Regions from separate parts of the Bombyx mori genome. Here region 1 is linked to region 2. The links are chromatin contacts, called in public Hi-C maps. All regions are on one chromosome and are shown on one strand. The core of a region is the stretch at or near the end of the contact, and the rest is flanking DNA. Distances in the headings are between cores, read along the strand shown. Region 1 overlaps LOC101739047 (ubiquitin conjugation factor E4 B). Region 2 overlaps LOC101745441 (protein lin-54 homolog).

Region 1 (3,418 bases), core at 631-3,130, 120 kb after region 2:
CCGTCTATTTCTGCCGTGAAGCAATAATTCGTTTCGGTATGAAGAGTGGGGCAGCCGTTGTAACCATACTGAGCTCATTGAACTTATATCTCAAGGTGTGTGGCGCATTTACTTTGTAGATATCTATGGAATCCAGTAACCACTTAACAACTAAAAAGACGAAATAACGCGATTTTCGGTGATTACTTGAAAAAAAAAAACGATGTCTATGATACGTATAAGAAATCTTTGCACATACGAAATCGGTAAGACAAATGAAATACATAGTATAATCTGTTCTTTCAGATAACGATCCGAACCACAAGTGGCCCGAGGCTAAATTCCAGACTGTTTGTTGGTTCCTGACGCTGCACATGCATCACGTGGCACTCATTCCTGCATTACACACACATCAAAGACGTATTCGGTAGGTTAACCGGCGACTGCCGCCGTTGCTACCCTTGTTTGTATAGAATTCGGAATTTTTCTGTGTATTTTCATCATAATTTCTATAGGAAGCTTAATACCATGCCGTCGAGCCGCCAAATTACAAAATCGATCTGTCACTGGGGTGAGTTAATTAGCATGTAGACGAGTTATGTTATATATAACCACTCACCAGCTAGATTAACTGGTGGTAGGACCTCTTGTGAGTCCGCACGGGTAGGTACCACCACCCCGCCTATTTCTGCCGTGAAGCAGTAATGCGTTTCGGTTTGAAGGGTGGGGTAGCCGCCTGTAACTATATTGAGACCTTAGAACTTATACCTTAAGGTTGGTGGCGCATTTACGTTGTAAATGTCTATGGGCTCCAGTAACCACTTAACATCAGGTGGGCTGTGAGCGCGTCTACCTATCAAAGCAATAAAAAAATTGATGGTCAGATCTGGTGAAGAAAGGGTTTGTGGTAGTATATACCATGCGGTCCATACCACCCATAATCGTTCAGTGTGGAGGAAAGTCACATTTGGTCGCGATCCTCGGCAGTGAGGACAATGATGAAGAAGAAGAACCACTCACCGACGGGCCTATGCTCGTCTACCTAGAAAGGAAATAAAAGAACAAGGTTGAGGAGTCCTTTGCGGTTATATCGGCATTGCCAATGTCCAAGAGCGGCGGTGGTCACGTACGATCTAAATCGATCTGGAAGCCGCATTCATGAATTCCAAGACCATACATACCTATATATAAAAAAATCCACGAAAAATAGTAAATAATTTTGATTCTTCAATTTACAGCGCTTTCCGTGACCTACAGAAGGTAATCGAGGAACTGATGGCTGCAGAACCACAATGGAGAAACAGTTTTTCAGCTCTGCGGAATCGAGAACTACTGAGACGTTGGAGAAGGCAGATCAAACGTCTACACAGGTAGTTTTTTTTATTGCCCTTGTAGACAGACAAGCATGCGGCCCACCTGAGGGTGTGTGGTTACCGTCACCCATGGACTTCTGCAATGCCAAGGGCAGAGTCAAGCCACTGCCTACCGTTAAGTACTATCCACAACCCTCGTTTGAAGAAGGACATGTCATAGCATTCGGGAAACACCGTGGAGGGGAGCTCTTTCCAAAGCCGGATGATACGTGGCAAATAAGATCTCTGGAATCACACTGTGGATGAACGCAGTGGTTCTAGGTAGTATGGATAAACTCTATTCCGGTGGCGGGCGATGCGATTGTAAAATTAGATGATGGGATCATCTTAAACAGGTATAATAATATGTCGTAAAGCAGGGGGGATGGCCATTATTCAAGAAACAAACATGTCGAACGTCCACTATCCTCTTGTCTAATTTTGCTGCAAAGCCCTCGTGCGTTCCAATTCCAAATGCGGGACAAGGGAAGGAGGGTCGTCGTACCCTCTTGCGGGGGCACGGAGTGGGCCTTGGAGGAACCCCTCTGCCCGGGCTGAATCTCCCTGCCTAATGAGGTGGGGGTGATGCGCTGCAGGATGTTGTAGGGCAGGCTTGAGGTAGTGATGGGTGGGACTTTCCTTCTTCTTCCCTCTTCTCTTCTCTTCTTTCTTGCGTTTTCAATCTTCAGCAGGGGCGGCTGCTACTCTCCTCCATATTTTTTTTGTGGGACAGTCGTTATTCTCACTTAATAACTTAACCCCAGGTGGTCGTGAGATCGTTGACCCGTGTAAGCGATAACAGAACCTATGTCGCCTCTCTTGTTAAGACCCGGTACAGGTTGTCACATAACAGTTTGTCGGTGGGTGCTAGATCGAAGCAGTGCGCGGAGACGGCGCTGCTGGAGGGCGAGGTGATGCGGCGCAGCGTGCAGTTCTACTCGTCAGTGTGCGCGCTGCTGTCGCGGCAGCTGGACGCGTCCGCCGGGGAGGGCCCGCCGGCGCTCGCCTTCCGCGCCACGCCCGAGTGGTACGTCGAGGACGTCGCCGAGTTCATGCTCTTCGCTGTGCAGTGAGTCTCATAAACTATGCTTTTAGGTTTTAGCATGTCTGGTAACATTTTGTTTTCTTAAGTTTTAAAGTGTAAAGTGAAAATATATATTCAGGAACTAGCTGACCCGGCAGACTTCGTAGTGCCTCAATCGATAAATAAAAGACCTAAACTTTTGTATAAAATAAACTTAAAATATACAAAAGGAATCTCGCCGACGGGGGACACAGCTAAGGAAAAACAAAATTGTTATTTTTATTTAATTCCGAGCATTTTCATATCCACCTTTCAAACCTTCCCTGGACCTCCACAAATAATTCAAGACCAAAATTAGCCAAATCGGTCCAGCCGTTCTCGAGTTGTAGCGAGACTGAACGAACAGCAATTCAAATTGGAAGTTTATTTTGTATGAAAAGCTATAATCCAGATTGTGTAAGCTCCTCCTTGCGTAGATAATCTTCAAAGCTGACGGTCGTGGCCTCGTCTAACAACATTCTCCTGTATTATACAAAAAATGTATAAGCTTAATATCTGCTAAAACACAATAGAGGTTGACACCGGAATAATAATAATAACTAGTGGTCGCCCGGTAGTCGAAATTCGACTATAATTAATTGAAATTATAAGTTTGTACACTATTGTGGTTCTATTGTCAATATGATACTTCTACTAGCTGTACCCGTCCGCTTCGTTGAGCTTATAAAATTAACATTATTATTTCTCAGCCCCACAAAGATTCTCATTATTAACGCCCCCGCAATTATACTTCTATAATTACAAATTTCGCCTAGACTACAAACTATAGAAAAATATTAATAAAGACAAAGAATATTTAATCTATTCTCAATTTGACCACAGACGTCAAGAACAAAAGTTTGACAGTAAATAAATAGTATGCAAGCATGCGTGTGTATGCGTCAAATACAATGGTAGTGTGTGTAATGTTTTTTTATTGATTTAATGTATTTTTTAGGCATAATTTAAAAAAAATATTAGCCTTCTGCACTCCTCTATATTCTCTATAACTATGGGAAATTTC
Region 2 (3,572 bases), core at 178-2,677:
TATGTATATATGTATGTATGTATATGTATATGTGATTTTGTATATATGTAGATATACTTTTTTTTGTATGTATTCATAGCTTAATATAAATTTCATTGCACCTACCACTATTTACTCTGCACTACCTTTGGTTGACTGGTAGAGAATGCCTTAGGCATTAAGTCCGCCAATGTAAATTTTACATGAAGTGTAATAAAAAAAAAAAAAAAAAAAACTATTCGATAGGTTTGTTTTAATGCACTAACCATGTTGATAGACGTCTTGATGTCTTGCTCGTATACAATTTCCCTGTCGTCATACTCCTCATGTTGGAAATTCGGTATCACAATTAGCGGGTGTTCGACGTTATTTCCTGTGCTGTTGTCCATACTATCCGCATTCTCACCCATTATTTGACCCTATACATAAAATTTAAAAAGATATAAACAGATGTACATTTAAAAATTTATTAATTTTTGTAGCATAGTTTTCACATTTTTCATTTCATATATTATATACGTATATTTAAAACGAAATTATTATATACGACATTATTTCAAATATGTTTGATGTACTTAGATTTAAAATAACATCGTATTCGTTAAACTCGAAACTAAATTTGATGTCGTCGTGGCCTAACGGATAAGACGTCCGGTACATTCGAGTTGAGCGATGCACCGGTGTTCGAATCCCGCAGGCGGGTACCAATTTTTGTAATGAAATACCGTACTCAACAAATGTTCACGATTGACTTCCACGGTGAAGGAATAACATCGTGTAATAAAAATCAAACCCCCAAAAATATAATTTGTCCGCGCGGGTAGGTACCACCATCCTGCCTATTTCTGCCGTGAAGCAGTAATGTGTTTCGGTTTGAAGGCCATTGTACAAGTGAGACCTTAGAACTCATGTTTTTTTTTTATTGCTTAGATGTGTGGACGAGCTCGCAGCCCACCTGGAGTTAAGTGGTTACTGGAGCCCATAGACATCTACAACGTAAATGCGCCACACACCTTGAGATATAGTTCTAAGATCTCAGTATAGTCACAACGGCTGCCCCACCCTTCAAACCGAAAGGCATTACTGCTTCACGGCAGAAATAGGCGGAGCGGTGGTACCTACCCGTGCGGACTCACAAGGTCTTAAGGTGGGTGACGGAATTTACGTTGTAGATGTCTATGGGCTCCGACAATCACTCAACACCAGGTAGGCCGTGTGCTCGTCCACCCATCTAAGCAATAAAAATAAAATAAAAAAAACAGTTCAAACTGAACATTGAACATTGTCGTATTGCTGTCACATAAGCAACCATTTCCACCACGCACACTTTCGCTTGCGTTGAATTTCAAACGTTGCGTTTTGGGGTCAACGGCGCTAACCACAGCACTAGAGAAGTCGCACTTCGAAGTGTAGACACGTAATAACTAGTGCGTAAAGGAGGATACCTCCAGGTTGTCTGGCTGCACGTGGTCGCGCAGGGCGGGCTTGACGTCGTCTGGGTCGTGGTCGCGCGGCTCGGGCTCCCGCTTGACGAGCGCGGGGGACAGCGGCGCCAGCAGGCTCTGCGGCGGCCGCGCCGGCGTCGGTTGCTGCGCACAAATATTTCGGCATGTCACATCCACACTACACTAGTCTGAAACACATCACTCATTAGTTTTTTTTTTAAGGGGATTTTATGACCTGGTAACTAAGACCTTTAAGTCAAGTCTTACTTTAATTTATATTCTTTTTTTTTATGAAAAATGATAATATGAAGTGAAATGAAATGAGATGATATGGTATGGTATAGTATGAAATATAATCTCAGTAAAATGGTGGTCATTTACTGAGACTTTTTCAGTGGACTTTTTGGAAGATCCCGAGAAGTTACGTTCAACGGCTTTATTTGATTTGCCCATATTTGTGCACTTTCAGATACTAAACAGTTAATAAACTACCGTTATTACACATTTAAACCTGAAGAAACACTAAATAGACAAAATAAAACAAATCACACAACTTTCCGCCAAAAACTTCTCACTCATTATTAGAAAGAAATACAAGCACTTCCTTTCCGTTCGTATCGACATTTATAAGTGTTAATTAATATCTCCCATCTTCTTATTCTTTCTTTCCTATTACCCTCTGCTGAGATGTAGGGCTCAAAGTAGGGCGATCTTAGGTAGTCTGTTCTAGCTCCTCCCACATCATGCTCAAGACGCCTAGCTCCTGCGTCACCGAGCGACGCCAAGTTGCTCGTATATATCGCCAGATACAACATAATTTTAACAATTTCATTGGCAGTTTCAACTCATCCACAACGAACATTACATATTATCTAAAAAGAACTGATGCGGCGTGGGCCTTCATTAGTGTCTAAGGATTCAAAGAAGAGCTTGACATCAGATGAGCTGTGAGTTCGTCTGCACAAGACAGTAACTAAACGAATTCTAGGACGTAGTGATTTCAAATCTGTAAAAGTATCCTAAGTTATAAAAATAAATCGTATTAAGAAGTTTAAAAATTAAAACATGCTTAAAGATTAAACTGGTCAAAATGACAGAACGAAGTTATAAAAAAAGTATTATATCCTAATCGGTTTTTGGTGCATGTAAAAATTATCAAATTAATTGGACGTCTTAACGTCTGTGAAAATGATGTTCAATTCCATACACATACCAAACAACTGAAATCGATTTGAAATGTATAAATGATGACACGTTTAGAAGTCGAACTTGTTATGACATTCCAAAATTTCCATAGGACTTATCGAGTTACATTAATTATTAGAAGAAATATTTATAATCGATATATTCTCGTGTTTAAATTATCATTAGTTTTATGTAAACTGTGAATACTCGACACGTTGAGCGAAGGTGTAAATGAAGTATTTCGACTTGACATTCAACAATTTTTTTTAAGTAATTTTGTTTACAGTTCCTAAAAGAGGACAAACTCACCGTCGCGGCGGCTCCACTCTTGCTGGTGAGCGGAGCTATCCTCACCAGCTTGCGATCGGGTTTCACGGTCACTGGGCCACGGAAACGAAATAAAAACATTTTAAAATCTTAGTCAGAAATTACATTCAAATTAATATTATGTTTACGAAATGACTGAAATGACACAAAGATGACTTAATTTCGAATTTTCAAAACGAATTAAAACATGTTCTGGATTTTAGAATTTAAATGTGTTGGAGTTTGAATATGTAAGCAATGGCAGGTAGCACTTGACACATGTAAGGTTACAGATTTCGAATATTGGAATGCTTATTTAAATGTTTAAAACACAATGACTTCTCATCTAGACACGGTCAGAGTAACATCTTAGAGTTTTATAAAAACTAGTGGTCCCGCAGTAGTCGAAATTCGACTATAATTAATTTAAATTATAAGTTTGAACATTATTAAAGTTCTATTGTCAAAGGCTATTCTACTCCTAAAATCACAGATTTTGCCAAGTTTACCCTATAAACAAATAATATTAAATATATACAATATTAACCTATTCTCTATTCGACCACAGACTGAGCAATAACAAAAGATTGACAATAAACATGGAGCTTATATATGTTAGTGTGTGTATCAAATACATGGTAGGGTGTATAATGTTTT

Evidence for each region. A called contact is a pair of places that touch in the nucleus more often than the background predicts.
Region 1: a Hi-C map of midgut shows a contact between it and region 2, with 2.1 times the contacts expected there. The contact joins two enhancer-like sites. A contact is called at or near these places in 2 of 7 Hi-C or Micro-C datasets (middle silk gland and midgut).

Annotation. Positions count from the first base shown.
Region 1 is chr3:10,824,326-10,827,743 of ASM3026992v2, forward strand. LOC101739047 (ubiquitin conjugation factor E4 B) reads left to right here. Exons shown (of 19, transcript XM_004931647.5): 8 at 286-406; 9 at 1,218-1,349; 10 at 2,203-2,400. Among protein-coding and RNA genes, the nearest start is that of LOC101739047, 13 kb to the left of the region's middle. Within about 2 kb of position 1,881, at least 4 of the 8 cell types and tissues checked have open chromatin away from gene starts, as enhancers often do.
Region 2 is chr3:10,701,019-10,704,590 of ASM3026992v2, forward strand. LOC101745441 (protein lin-54 homolog) reads right to left here. Exons shown (of 21, transcript XM_021351721.3): 13 at 2,919-2,989; 14 at 1,425-1,568; 15 at 246-398. Among protein-coding and RNA genes, the nearest start is that of LOC101745584, 9.6 kb to the left of the region's middle. Within about 2 kb of position 1,428, at least 3 of the 8 cell types and tissues checked have open chromatin away from gene starts, as enhancers often do.